2 separate regions of the Mus musculus genome follow, and region 2 is linked to region 1. A link is a contact called in public promoter capture Hi-C data. All regions are on one chromosome and are shown on one strand. Each heading gives the region's core, a stretch centred on a gene start, on an enhancer-like site or on the middle of the called end of the contact. The rest is flanking DNA. Distances are from core to core; before and after follow the strand shown. Region 1 holds the start of Fancl (Fanconi anemia, complementation group L). Region 2 has its middle 360 kb from the start of Gm25387.

The links. Promoter capture Hi-C pulls out the DNA fragments that hold promoters and counts their contacts.
Region 2: a promoter capture Hi-C map of hippocampal neurons shows a contact between it and region 1, with 2.1 times the contacts expected there. The contact joins the enhancer-like site here to the promoter of Fancl in region 1. A contact is called at or near these places in 7 of 39 promoter capture datasets (the C10 cell line, cranial neural crest, embryonic stem cells and 3 more), 3 of 115 datasets of contacts at active chromatin or transcription factors (astrocytes, embryonic limb bud and embryonic stem cells) and 2 of 9 other capture datasets (adipose tissue and liver).

Annotation. Positions count from the first base shown.
Region 1 is chr11:26,382,508-26,390,235 of GRCm38.p6, forward strand. Fancl (Fanconi anemia, complementation group L) reads left to right here and starts at 4,577. Exons shown (of 14, transcript NM_025923.3): 1 at 4,577-4,803. The coding sequence starts at 4,708. It also overlaps the pseudogene Gm18324.
Region 2 is chr11:26,957,774-26,965,501 of GRCm38.p6, forward strand. No RefSeq gene overlaps it. Among named protein-coding and RNA genes, the nearest start is that of Gm25387, 360 kb to the right of the region's middle. Within about 2 kb of position 4,463, at least 31 of the 459 cell types and tissues checked have an H3K27ac peak or open chromatin away from gene starts, as enhancers often do. A contact at or near this core is called in hippocampal neurons, where this site is marked.

The sequences.
Region 1 (7,728 bases), core at 3,327-5,826:
AGCTTGAAGTTTGGAATCGATATTTGTGTAGCTTGTAAGAGATATCCCCAAAGTTAAAGCTTACTTTGGGGGATAGAAGTAGTTCCTTAAAGTTTGGAGCTGAGATGGAAGGAAAGACCATCCAGAGACTGCCCCACCTGGGGATCCATCCCATATACAACCACCAAACCCAGACACTATTGCATATGCCAGAAAGATTTTGCTAACAGGTCCCTGATATAGCTCTCTCTTGTGAGGCTATGCCAGTGCCTGGCAAATACAGAAGTGGATGCTCACAGTCATCTATTGGATGGAACACAGGGCCTCTAATAAAGGAGCTAGAGAAAGTACCCAAGGAGCTAAAGGGGTCTGCAACCCTATAGGAGGAACAACATTATGAACTAACCAGTACCCCCCAGAGCTGTGTCTTTAGTTGCATATGTTGCAGAGGATGGCCTGATTGGCCATCAATGGGAGGAGAGGCCCTTGGTCTTTCGAAGATCATATGCCCCAGTACAGGGGAATGCCAGGGCCAGGAAGCAGGAGTGGGTGGGTTGTGGAGCAGGGTGGGGGGAGGGTATAGGGGACTTAGAGGATAGCATTTGAAATGTAAATGAAGAAAATATCTAATTAAAAAAGTAATTCCTTTGTTTTCTGATGTTCAGATATGTTGAGTATTCTCAGCAGTTCTTATTGTGCTTCTTGTAAACAATAGCTTACAATAATGTACTGATGATGGTGTAAATTCCCAGTCTAGAACACCTCAGCACAGTGGTTGGACCATTGAATTAGTAAGTCTTTATGCAATATTCTTGTTTTGTTTTGTTTGATAGCAGATAGATTCTTTAGCTTACTGGATTTATTTTTGGAAAATGCTCATTTAGACATTTATTCACCATGAAAATAACAAGACTATTTCTCTTAAAAATGAGATAGTGTTCATTAATAGAATTTTGGGAAATTCTTATTAATTTAATAATGAGAGTTCAGAGGCAAGGACTCAATGACAGCAGTAAGTATGACATAGATTAAGGGAAATGACTAGTATCTTGAGGGAAACCCTCCAATGGATATCATGGGTATCAAATGTAGAACTTAAGCCTTGATTTTTAGCTTCTTCTACTTGGAAACAGCAAGAAATAAATCTCTTTTGGCTCAGAAGCTACCCAAATTATGGTACTTTTCTGAGAGCAGCCTGAGTAGAATAAGACAGTTCACAATTAGTTAAGGCTGAACCAGGGAATATATTAAGTGGTCGGGCATAGCAATAATTTCAGGAGACAAGAAAAATTCCCACAAAGAGCAACTAAGAACAATGTTCAAGGAAAGTTAAAGTTTCCACATGAAAAGCATGGTGGTGCGAAATACTGAAGTACTGAAAATGCAAGTCTTAACAAAAAAGGTATAAATACTGGATGAGATTACACATCTTCTTAATCTTGTATGGTCCACTCTTGAACAGCTTTAAATGTATCCCCATCACATAGTGCATAATGGAAACATTCTTAATAACTGAGTTGCATGACCGAGCAGATGGTACTTCAGCATATATTACATTCATTTGTAGAGTTGTTAAACACACCACAGGGACCCTACTACCAGAATTTGGGAATCTTTAGGTTGGAGTTAGGGGTGTGTGAGGAATATAGAAATATCTTTACTTTTAGCCTTTGGTCTGGAATTCATATAACACACAAATTAGAGGCAGAACACTGGCAGACACTGCAGTTACCTATGTGAGAAACTGGAAGATCATTGCAGCTTTAGCAAGTAGTTGCTATCATGATGGCCCTGTGGGAGGAGGGGAGCTGGTGGCCAACCAAGGCTGGCAGTTCAAGTGGCTGCTAAGCTGAGTTGGAGGTAGCAGCAGTGATGAGGCAGTGGACAAAGAGACTCATTCTATCCACAGAGTTACTTTGGCAGACAAGTGCCTGATACCAGTTTTTAAGAGGTAGACTGAATCATGGTAGAAAAGTGCTGCTAAGAACTCATCTTGAGTTTCCCTTGATTGATTTGCACGAACCCCTTCATCATTTACATGGAAGGCAATATCATTTCCAGTACTGTACTGGGATGCTGTATATGAATGTCTGCTGAGCCATTTGAGCATTTATAGACATTTCAGCTACTTTCAGAAGTTGCTCCACAGTTTTCGTCTATCTCACTGGGTATCTTGCCAGTTCTGATTAGCTATTTACAAGTGCTAGGTCTATGGGACTCTTTTACCCACATATGTCTTGGATTTGATGACCTTTATTGAGCTCCCTGAGAGAAGAAATTTCAATGGTGAAGAATTACTTTTGTGAATGTAAGAAAGAATCATCTGTAAGCTGGAGCTTACAGGTCTCCTAATATCCTGTTTAAGTTCAATGTCTCTTAGGTATATTCACTATAAAAATAATCACTTATGTTGACGAGCACTCAAGTGTCCCATTATTCCATGGTAAGGAGACAGATGCTAAGTCAATGTACATTGTGCTAAAAATAAATAAAACTATAGCACATCTCTTGAGAGAATATAAAGAAAACTTTGATGTTCCCAGTACACAGCAAAACAAACAAACAAACAAACAAACAAACAAACAAACAAACCAAACACAAGACTCTATCTAACCCAAAGAACAGTAGCTGCTAGATCAAGTACCACAGTAGCATCTTTTTTTCAATAAGTTAAACAGTAAAAAAGCCTTTAAAACGTTGTACAAGTTTCCCATGGGTAAAGTTGTTTTCTTTTGCATTTCATTTCTATTTAGCATGAGCTGAGAAAAAAATTCTATTTCAGACACTTTAGGAGGACATGAGGAATTAATGCTGGGTTAAAATGATACATGATGAAAATCCAGAAAAATAAAAGAGTACATAAATTTTCAGACAAATTAACAAAAGCATAAAATTTGTTTAGTACAATTTCTATGGCATATAAAACTAACAAACTGAGATTCAATGCAACATAGAAACCTTTTTTTTTTTTTTTTTTTTTTTTTAATAAGACAGTATGACTATACTAAGGAGGTATGATCTAATAGTTACAAACTGGGGCAATTTTAGCAATTCATATGTAGCTTCTTTTCCCTGTCCTTGCCTCTTCAGAGTCAGGGAGAGTTGTTTATTCCAGGCATAAAGAAGGCAATCTGAAGTGAGTATTTCAGGAGCTGCTGTGGGGGGCCAGAGGTGATTGGATTGATCTAGGTTTTGTTGTTTATTCAAATGCCAAGGTTGTATGCCCCGAATCCCTCAGTGGTAAACTTTTGTTTCCTTAATTGTATGGTAAAAAAAAGTGTCCTAGCTCACTTACCAATCCCTTTGCTTGAAAACCCACCAATCCCTGAGATAGCCTAAAACTCAAACTTGGAGTCCCACCAATCCCCACCCTGAAAAACTCCCAAAGAATCCCTGTGTAAAGCCTGTTTCTAGCTTAGTTCTTTGCTGCTTTTTCCCCAAGCAGATGCAGCCATCCTCCTGTATTTTTTCTAATAATCTTCTTGTGTGAGGTCTGTTGTATTGTGGGATTGTGTAATATTCTTTGGCTCCAGACTGCCAGGATACCTTTCTCCTCAGAGTTGCAACACTTGCATTGGGGAAACCTTTCTCCTCAGAGCTGTAACACTTGTATAAAGTTGTGTACCTTTTTTTTTTTTTTTTTTTTTTAGTGCTGACAACACTGCAATCTGAGTCACATTTTGAGAAAGTCTTATCATACTGGTTCTCCAAAAACACTTAAATTGTGATTCATAACAGTAGCAAAATTACGGTTACAAAGAAGCAACAACATAATTTTATGGTTGGGGGGGGTCACTAAGAAGGTTGCGAACCACAGTCTTAGTGTAACAAGTACAACATTCTTGTGTTCTTCAAGCATTCAGAATATTGTGACAAATTCTGCCAATCTATTAATCTTTTAAAATCCAATCTTCAATGAGGGCAATAAGAATAGGAAGAATATCTTATTCATCTTTGCACAATCTTACTTACTAACATATTACAGTGATCTTAAAAATAGTAGAATCAAAAGTGACTTATTCTAATGCCAAATTATCATATGGTAACTATTAACAAGTTTCTTACACAATCAACACCCCCTCCCCCCACGTTTTCTTAAATCTATATTTAGAAATGAGTGAATGAGTAACCATTTCTAAGTTACCAGAATGTATAGGAAATTTTGTCAGTCTACCACCTCAAGAATAAATTGAATCTCTCACAATTTCTATGGGCTTCCTTTAAATATATCTAATTAAAAACAGTACAACACTGAATCAGCATACAATATACATGATGTATTGAATGTACAATTTATTTACATATGCATTTGGTTGAAGGGTATACTGGGAGTATACAGGAGATCTAGTCCAGAGCAAACGCAAGAACAGGAGAGGTGATGGGGCAGGTTCAGGGTAAAAACAGTATGCTATGGGCACACTGTAAATGCCCTGTCAAAGTAGGAAAGTCAGCTTTGGAGTTGCATCAGTCTTCAATGAAATCAACAAGAGGATTTTGCTAGTTTTATTTTTTGACAGTCAAGGTCAGAATAATCCTGAACCGTCAGGCCTGTGGACTTGTGAGTGATCTTCCTTTCTCCTGCTTTCTCCTGCTACTAAGCAGACCAGTTGGCCCAGTTCATTGTCCAGGTCAGGGCAGCGTACCCACCAGTTAGTTTTTCCCGCCGAAGCGGGTTTCCGCCCCGTCCCTTTGCAGACTGCGCATGTGCGGCGGCCATTCCTGTGCGCCATGGACGAAGCAGAAGCAAGCCTGTTGCGCCATTTCCCGCTGCTACTTCCTCAGAACCGGGAGAAAACTGTGTATGAGGGATTCATTTCGGCTCAGGTACCCTGAGGGGTCGTTCTGTCGCGCGAGAGCCTGTCACTCGTGGCAAAGCCTGACCGCGGCGTCTCCGGCTGCCTGGCTGGGAGAGTGTAGCAGAGCCTGGAGAAGTAGCGCCGATACTCTGCGCATGCGCGGTCGCTAGGTGGCGACGCCGCGCGACACAGGGTGGGCGGGGCGGCTCGCCGGTGCCTGGCTGGTGGTGGAAGAGGGAGGTGCAGTTCTGTAGGTCTTAACCAGAGTTCATCACGGCGGTGTGTTACTACACTTACGATTTTGATTTATAGAGCACTCAGGGTCCACTATTAAGCCGAACCTACACAAACAGAAAAATCCAAACCCCATTATTTTATAGTTGAAATCAGATCCTGGGAAATCTAGAGAGACTACCTTGACTATGATGGTGTCAGTTACCTCTGAAACTCTTACTGTTTAGAAAATCTCACCCCAGCGGGCCCCCCCCCCCCCCCCCCCATGGTACAACAAATTACCTTAATTTAAGATTTTGACTATGGACTTTTCCTCTGAATATTAAACTCAGCTACGTGTAACTTGCCCTTTAATGACAGGAGTCATTAATTTCCACGTGTGTTGAAGCAACAACCTCTAGAATGCTGAGCAGATACCAGATTTTCTAAATAGTAACACTTGTCCCTAAACATTCCTGGGAGTTAAGAAAATTCTCTGTGATAAATATACACACAGGAAGCATGGACTTCCTTAGGGATTTTCAAACCATGTGAACCTTTAAAGAATGGCTAAAATTTATTATAGATGGAAATGAGTTAGCCACCTTTTGCTTAACTGTTGAAATATCCAGTTAAAATGTTTTTCACATTTACAGAAACATTCAGAAACGTGAGAGAGAGAGAGAGAGAGAGAGAGAGAGAGAGAGAGAGAGAGAATGAATTTGTGCGCATGCATGTGCACATCTGTTCTGGGAATTGAACCTGCAGCCATTCACATGCCAGGCAAGTGTTGCACAGGACAGGCAGAAACAAGTGTTTCACATCACTTGTCTGTATCTCCAATAGCACTTTAGAAAACAATTATAGCCATAAGATTAGACCGGAAATACGTTAGCCTTCGATGTAGGTAATTTCTAATTTTTTATTCCTTAAGCATGCCTTTGAGTCTTAAGCACTGTCTAAAAGCTATCCAGCACAACTGATTTTATCCTGAGTGTGATTGTGGTTGGTCCTGTGCACACACTTACCTTACCCTTTGAGATTAAATCATAGATACGTTTCTTGCTGTTTTATCTCTAAATAATTTAGCACTCATTTCATAAAACAAGGGTCCACTCAAACCTAACCTCAGTACAGTTACTACAACTGCTATGCGGTGTAAAATTTCATGGAGTATTTAATTATCTTATCTCTTCTTTTGGAGCAGTTCTTAGTCTGTGTTTTTATTAACTTGAATTTTATTTTTAAGAGTTAAGCTTATTAGGTTTGATATTTTCTCACCATTGAATTCTGGGAATGTGTTTGGGCAGGGGCATCCCAGAAACTGTCCTGTGTTCCCTTCAAGGCACATGAAGTCAACTACTCCCAGTGTTGATATTAATAATGCCAGTTACTAGGTTAGTGTGGCTTCTGCCAGATCTTCTTTTGAAATTAACGAGTACTTTTCGGTGAGGTTCTTTGGGCCATTACACATTCACTTATATACTGCATATTCATTCATTCATTCATTCATTCATTCATTTTAGTTCCATTTTTCCCATTTATTTATTTATTTATTTATTTCTTCACTTACTTTACATCCTGATTACTCTCCCCATCCCCCCCATAGCCCCCCCCCCTCCTCTTCTCCTCTGAGGAGGGGAGCTGCTCCCTTCTGCCCAGGAACCAGCCCACCCGGCACCTACCTGAAGCCATTGCAGGACTAGACACATTGTCTCCCACTGACATCAGACAAGGCAACTCAGTTAAGGGAACAGGATCCACAGGCTGGCAGCAGAGTCAGGGGCAGGACTCTTTCCAGTTGTTGAGGGACTCATGTGAAGACCAAGCTGCACTTTTCTTAAACATGTGTGTATGGAGGCCTAGATCCAGCCCATGTATGCCCTTTGGTTGGTGGTTCAGTCTCTTGGAGCCCCCCAAGGGTCCAGGTTGGTTGAACCTTTTGGTTTTCTTGTGGAGACCTGAGTCTCTGTACCTCCAAGTCCCACAATCCTTCCTCCAACTCTTTCACAAGACTCCCAAGTTCCATCTGATATTTGGCTGTGGGTCTCTGCATTGGTTTTGTATATTTCAGATTTTCAATACTAGATTCTTGGCTTAAATAGCTAAATAGTAATTATTGGTGTCAAATCTCTCAAGGCTTTTCTAACACTATCATACCTATCTGTGAATTGGTGCTTTGTTATACGGAACAGTTTTCCCATCTTACTTCTTTTTGATGTGTGATTGTATGTGTTGCTTCCTTTATTTTGCTTGCACACTTTCTGTTTCTATGCTTCTGAGGTGTTGCACTTCCCTCATCATGCTGCTTTAAGAGGATCTGGTAGATGCTTCGGTATTGTGTCTCATCACTGGATTTTGGAGCTTATATAATTTCTACATGAAGTTCTTTATTCTAACTTTTGTTTTTACTCTTTGGTAGAACTTATAGTTTAGTTGCACCACAATTACCATTGTTTATAAACATCACCTTTGGTACCTTGACAATCAGTTTTTACATGAAGGAATCATTTGTGAGCAGAGGAAAAGTATGTTTTCTATTATTAGGTCCTATTGTCTTGAGTGAGCTTTGGTAGTTTGTGGCAAAGAGTTAATTTCATATAGGTTTCTGAATATATTGATTTACAAAGTTATTTATGATATTCACCCTTTTCTGTCTTTCTTTTCTTTCTTTCTTACTTTCTTTTTTTTGTTAGATATTTTCTTTATTTACATTTCAAATGTTGTCTCCTTTCGTAGT
Region 2 (7,728 bases), core at 3,213-5,712, 580 kb after region 1:
TGGCATCTGCAATAGTGTCTGGGTTTGGTGGTTATTTATGGGATGGATCCCCAGGTGGGGCAGCTTCTGGATGGTCATTCCTTCAGCCTCTACTCCACACTTTGTCTCTGTAACTCCTTCCATGGGTATTCTGTTCCCCCTTCTAAGAAGGATCGAAGTATTCACACTTTGGTCTTCCTTATTCTTGAGTTTCATGTGTTTTGCAAATTGGGTATTCTGAGTTTCTGGGCTAATTCCACTCATTAGTGCGTGCATATCATGTGTGTTCTTTTGTGATTGGGTTACCTCACTCAGGATGATATCCTCCAGATCCATCCATTTGTCTAAGAATTCCATAAATTTGTTGTTTTTAATAGCTGCGTAGTACTCCATTGTGTAAATGTACCACATTTTCTGTATCCATTCCTCTGTTGAGGAAGATCTGGGTTCTTTCCAACTTCTGGCTGTGATAAATAAGACTACTATGAATATAGTGGAGCATGTGTCCTTATTACAATTTGGAACATTTTCTGGGTATATACCGAGGAGAGGTATTGCTGGATCTTCCTGTAGTACTATGTCAGTTTTCTGAGGAACTGCCAAACTGATTCTAGAATGGTTGTACCAGATTGCAATCCCACCAGCAATGGAGGAGTGTTCTTTTTTCTCCACATCCTTGCCAGCATTTGCTGTCACCTGAGTTTTTGATCTTAGCCATTCTGATTGGTGTGAGGTAGAATCTCATGGTTGCTTTGATTTGTACTTCCCTGATGATTAAAGATGTTGAACTTTTTTTTAGGTGCTATTCAGCCATTCGGTATTCCTCAGTTGAGAATTCTTTGTTTAGCTCTCTACCCCATTTTTAATAAGGTTATTTTGTTTTCTGGAGTCCAACTTCTTGAGTTCTTTGCATATATTGGATGTTAGCCCCCTATCGGATTTAGAAGTAGTAAAGATCTTTTCCCAATCTGTTGGTGGCCTTTTGTCTTATTGACAGTGTCCTTTGCCTTACAGAAGCTTTGCAATTTTATAAGGTCCCATTTGTGGATTCTTGATCTTACAGCACAAGCCATTGCTGTTCTGTTCAGGAAGTTTTCCCCTGTGCTCATATCTTTGAGGCTCTTCCCCACTTTCTCCTCTGTATGTTACAGTGTCTCTGGTTTTATGTGGAGTTCCTTGATCCACTTAGACTTGAACTTTGTACAAGGACATAAGAATGGATTAATTTCCATTCTCCTAAACCTGATTAAAAAAAAAAACTTCAGTGAAGTATCTGGAAATAATATTAACCCAAACAAATCAGTGGTCTTCCTCTACACAAAGGATAAACTGAGAAAGAAATTAGGGAAACAGCACCCTTCACAATAGTCACAAATAATATAAAATACCTTGGTGTGATTCTAACTGAGGAAGTCAAAGATTTGTATGATAAGAACTTCAAGTCTCTGAAGTCCAATCCTCATGCATTGGCAGGATTAATATAGTAAAAATGGCTATCTTGCTGAAAGCAATCTAGAGATTCAATGCAATCCTCATCAAAATTCCAACTCAACTCTTCACAGAGTTAGAAAGAGCAATTTGCAAATTCATCTGGAATAACAAAAAAAATCTAGGATAGCAAATCTATTCTCAACAATAAAAGAACCTCTGGTGGAATCACCATGCCTGACCTCAAGCTGTACTACAGAGCAAGTGTGATAAGAAACAGCATGGTACTGGTACAGTGGCAGACAGGTAGATCAATGGAATAGAATTGGAGACCCAGAAATGAACCCACACTTCTATGGTCACTTGATCTTTGACAAAGGAGCTAAAACCATCTGGTGGAAAAAAGACAGCATTTTCAACAAATGGTGCAGGTTCAACTAGCATGTAGAAGAGTTCGAATTGACCCTCTCATCTTTCTTACTGACTGGGAGGCATGATCCGAAGTTTTTGGGATGCCGTATCCTCCAGCATTCTTGCTGCAAGTGACCTCAGAGCTGGATTGAATTGCAAACCATCCCCTTATTAATAAATATCCATTTTACAAGTTATATGTATTTAAGGCTTGCAAATTAGCATTTGATTTACAAGGTACCGTGATTATTGCCACCATCTTATGAATTATCTACCCCACCTGACATGTCACGTGGTAACTTTCCAGGGCTGGCAGCCTCTGGAAGCTTGAACACAGGAAAGGAATGCATTTTCCCTCAGAACTGAACACTGCACACTTGAAACTACCAAAATGGTGAAAAAAAAGGTAGTCTCTGTCTTCTCAAGCCAGCTGGTGTACAGTATCCATTTGTGGCAGCCCTAGGCAACACGATTATTCTTTCCTGGCTCTTCAACTAATTAAGTCCAGCAGCCATCAAGGACCTCCTAGGTCCAGGCAAGGGACCAACTCTGGAGACCGTTCTCCTTGACCTCATTACTGTTTTGAAGCCACCAGCCAGTGTGCTCGAGGACAGTAGACCCAGGCTCTGTTCACAGTGCCTAACACACTGTTGTGGGAAAAGACAGTGGACGTCTGGGGGACCCTCCCCTCTCAGAAATGATACATTCAGATATCACTTACTATGTATGTTCTTTTAACTTTTGTGATGCGAAAATTTTGAGATGCAAGTTCATTATTTATGAATATTCATAGAAAACTTGAACATTTTCCAAACTTGGCCTTTCATTTCTTATCAGCTAACCAAATAATTGATGTGTGTTCTTTTTCTGTAAGAGAATGTTCTCAAGATGTGTGACAGAAGTATTAAATTCATGAATTTTGAGGTTAATTTTGTCTCTGATGATTCAAAGGAGAAGAGAGTTAGCAATAGAGCAAAAATAATTCTCGGCTCTTATCTTTTACTTCTAGACACCTATGAGAGAAGAATGAAGTAATGCTTAGCAACGATTGGTCCATTACAGAGAAGAATCAGGACGTCTGAGGAGCATTTAGAAGCTTCAGAGAAAATACCACTTGGAGTCTGCTTCTGTAGAGCAGCAAAGCAGAGATGCTAGGGATAAAACAGAAACGGAACTGTAGAAAGGACCAACTCCAGAGCGTATTTACCACAGGTGACTGGAGAAGGCACCCGAAGCAGAGAAGTTACTCAAGAGCCTCACTGGGCAGGTGTCATCCTGGAGACAAAAGGACAGGCAAAAGACCTCAAGGGTCCTTGCTAGCCTTGGCGAGCTGGACCTCACCAAGCACAAGCAAGCAAACACACACCTTTCCCTCCATCTTTGGGTGTTTGTTTCCTTATGCACCTGTCATTTTATAAAACAAGGCGAGAAAATACGAATGCTTTTCTGTCATAGTCTGTTATTACAGGAGCAACTTCTAACCAGAAAGAAAAGTACTTCTCAGGCCTTCAGTGAGCTGCCTTCTCATGAACTCAGTCAGAAACACAAAGTGTTATATGTTCCTGTTCTCACCATCATGGGCACTGTCTTTCTCTTTCCCTCCACCCTATTCGTATCCATTTTCCACCCTATTCGTATCCATTTTTGTAGACCTCTTACTGAAACTATGCAAACAAACAAAAACAAAAACAAACAAAAACAAACGTTGTGGGGGCGGGGGAGTGTGCAAAGTGCATAGAAGAGAAAAGGGGAAAAGGAAAAGAAAAAGAGAAGAAAAGGAGAAAAGAAAAGAAAAGAAAAGAAAAGAAAAGGGGCCACTCTCCTGAAAAAAATAAAAAAAGGTAAAGGTGAGATTTCTGTCTTCTGGAATTTTTGCCCCCAGTAGTCGTCTGCTTCATCCTGTAAGGTACACAGTGATGGCCAAGCTCTCCGTGTAAATATGTCACCAGAGAAAGGACTCTTGCACCCAAAGAAAGGAAGCCTAGCAGGCAATGCTCAAACCTTGCTTGTTAGAGGGACGGAGGCCTTTGGGGGCTGTCCCTTTGTCTCTTGCCTTCTAGCTGCTTGGGCATGAAGAAACTGGACAAAGGGCCTGCACTGTGGTAGGGTGTGAACTCTTCAGGCGGCTGCTTTGAGCTTTAATTACCCTCCTAGCTTTCTGTCCAGACCTAGTTGGGCCCTGGGGCAGATTGCAGGGTAACACTGCCATCTAGCGGCCATTCTTGCCTGGTGAGCAGGAGTCTGTGCCCTCAGGCTGGCTCCTTGGCTCACATATTCTCTCTCTCTCTCTCTCTCTCTCTCTCTCTCTCTCTCTCTCTCTCTCTCTCTCTCTCTCTCTCTCTCTCTCTCTCTCTCTCCCTCCCTCCCTCCCTCCCTCTCTCCCTCCCTCCCTCTCTCACTCCCCCTTCTCTCTCTTCTCTCTCTCTCTCTCTCTCTCTCTCTCTCTCTTCTGGCACCCCTCTCTCTTTTCTCTCTCTCTTTTAAAAAAGGATTTTATCCCATCAAGGAAAAAAAAGAGCTGGCTCTTGGAAAACAACCAACTCTGTTGGAACTCGGAGATAATAATCAGTTTCTCTGGGCTTGTGAAATTGGCTCATTAAGCGTGCTTTTTAACAGAAAATATTGGAAGCGATTAAGTCTGCTTTACTGAGTGGGCATGAAATGGCCAACCTTCGGCCACCCACAGCTCCTAGGTGCCTGGCGCCGTTTTATGCATGCGGCGTAATGTCTTTACTTGAAGTGGTGTTTATTCATCACCTGCTTATTTATCTCTTCGCGTTTGGCAGGCACATCGATCAATGTTAAACTGTCACACAAGGTTATTTTTCTTTTACATAACAGTATAGGCCTAAGGTAGTGGCATATTAAAAGTAATAACTTTCTAACTTGTAGCTCAAGATGACAGCCCCATTTTTACCAGAATATATTACAGCACGGAATTCCTCATTCCATTCCCCCACTCCCACCCTACACTTTGGTACGACTCCGCCTCGCCTCTCCAAGGTCAAAGGCTTCCTTCTGCCTAGCTGGCCTCCCACTTTGCATACCACTCAGTTCTCTCTTCACCTCCAGTTATCTGCAGCTTTTAGGCTGATAAGCCCACAGTGAACATTCTGTCCACCTGATGTACACATCTCCTGGTCCCTGTCATGATGACATCTGCCCCTTTGCATAAAGATGCGTCTCAGGGAGCAAAGGGAAGCGAGAGAGGAACGCTCCTTTGTGGTGAAGGTTGTACTGGGCTATTTCCATGTCTGAAGCCATCTCAGTAGAGGTGGGGGAGCCTGTGCAGCTTTATTTTGCTTTCCAGTCACTGGAGATGACAACAGCAGTGACAAACCCTTGGTGTTGGGGGAGACAAACATGTATAAGAAGCTAGCACGGCTTTGAAGCAACCAGCATTGGCCCAGAGCTTTTAAGTTGGGTTGTCTCCCCCTCTGTCCTTTGGCTCTAGGTTCTTTTGTGTTGCCTTCAAACTCCTCCCAGTTTGTGATGCCTCTTTTCTTGGCCACAGGCCAAGCAAGCTTTCTTTGTACACGCAGTTTTTCTTCTCCTTTCTCCCCCTCCCAACCGCCACCCTATTCTAGCCTGAAAATGCCTACAGATAGAATATCAGATCTTTTTAGTTTCGAATTTCAAAGTGGCCCTTAGAATTCCTTCCTGCCCTTGATCTCTCTCCTTTTGGGCTTCAGCTCCTACTTGGACGCTGTTGCTAATTCTGCCTCTTGGACAGTGGCTTTCTGCTACAATGCTTTGATAATCTTGGGTACACAAGAAATAAATGTTCGAATAGTGGACATGGGTGTTGCACAACTACTCCTGTGATTCAAAATACCACACCCACTCTGATAGTGTGCCTTTGTGTGGACCAGAATAGCTCCCCTAGGAAATATGAGAAGGGTTCCAAGCGTGATTAAGAGAATATGACTCAATAGTCTACCAAAGTACCTACAAAGGAGGTTTGCATACTTGGCATTGAATTTGGCCCATCTCTTGGGTGACTTCTGCATTCCTGTGAATAAAAGATGCTAGAATACTGCTCTACGGGATTTATTTTATTATGGGTAGTAGAACCCTAGGAAAAAGGCACGTTCACTAAAAAGTGTGTGTATGTAGGGGGTGGGAGCCCATTCTGTGTCCTTTTTCCTAAGATCAATATTTGCATTAAAGTGGTTTAAATGTATGTGGCTTGGAGGCTGTCCATTCTTTCAGGCTGACCTGCTGCATTGATCAGGGCTAGTGATAGAGGGAGAAAGAGCAAATCAGGAGAGGAAAAGAGTTGAAAGTCGTTGCTATGGGGCCTGTGGAGATATGCTCTATGCAATGTGTGTGTGCCATTTACCTGGCAGCCTCAGAGCCTCTGCTTCCGGAGGGAAGGGAGAGGACACCCTTACTGCCTCCCCAAGATGGCTGTTTTGTCTTTCAAAAACTAACTGAAGGACTTTAGATTACTTTTCAGACTGAAATTTCAACAGTCAATAGAGCTCAGACCACACCTTGGACTCAGTCATTCTTTGAATTTCCCAAATTAATACTTAAGAGGTGTAGCTGTATGTAGATGTATTTATTTATTAAATATTGTGTTATAACCTTGACATATTAACCTTGACAATAGCCTTGACTTATTAAATAATAATTCATACCAGACATTTCTACATGCTCTACTGTAGCCCTGATTCTTTAAAGTGCTGTTTCAGTGGTCAACTGGATCCCATAGTCATAGCTGTTATCCACAGATGAGTTCTGAAGACTTTTTGACGGGTCAAGACTATGGGTGGAACTAGGTCTCCAAATCCAGAGTTCAGGGCACAGCACCCAGTGCTTGACCTTCATGTTGAGAAGTGCTGAGTTTGGAACTGTTTTCCTCTATTGGGATACGTTATCTAAGGAAATAGGCTTAGCATTGGTCCATGAGTGAAGAGACCTGCTGACAGTATAATGATGCCAGTGACAGAGGCTTTGGATATGTGGGTGGTAAGATCAGAATACTCTGTTGGCTTTTTGCTGTGGCAAAGAAATGCCCCCATAGTCTTCTTATGAGAAGTACTGTTGAGGAAATTGTGTAAGAAATGGCATCCTCTTGGGTGGCCCATTTGGGGGTCAACCACAGTGGAGTACACGTATAGCTAGGCATACTCTAGGTACTCAAACAGTCATCCACATAATAGTCCAGAAATATGGTAGGTAATTATTGCTCAGGCCTATGCTGAATGAGCTGTTATACTTAGAAATGATTTTATAACCAAAGGTGAAAAAGATATCTGAAATAGTTGAATTGTCTGACAAAATGATCAGACACCCTGTGCTATAATGAGTCACACAGGCTGCAAGGGCAGGATTGAGAAAATGGTGAGTATTGGCAATGGAGATGTTTAGGGAAGTATTTGTAGAGATGGTCTTGTAGACAGAAAGAGAACATGCACAGAAAGACCAACATTCAGGGCAGAAGACTCTATGGAGCTTTGGAAACAAGTATCCCTCTAAAGTTAATGTTTGTGTATTATAGTGTTAGAGCATGCTGGGCTAGACCACAAAGACACTGAAGATCAACATGACGGACAGCTGAAACTTTGAACCAAGTGTCTTCTTTTATTATCTTGAGGAATCAAACAAATTTGTCTGCTGAAATTACAGCTTGGAACTGTGACCTACTCAGGGTCCCAAACATGCCCTTCACTCTAAGGCTTTCATTTTTCTCAAGAATGGGAAGAAAGTAAAAGCGACACTTGAAGCTTTTATTTATGATGCAAATTCACTGTAAGAGAATTACCCCAGGAAAGGAATACAAATATGAAAGCCGTTTCCCAAATCTGCAATACTTAATGTGTTGACAGATTTATTGGTTAACCGAAACTGATATAGGAAAATCTAGCCTATCTGGGAGATACCCACGTGAAATAGTTGTTCAAA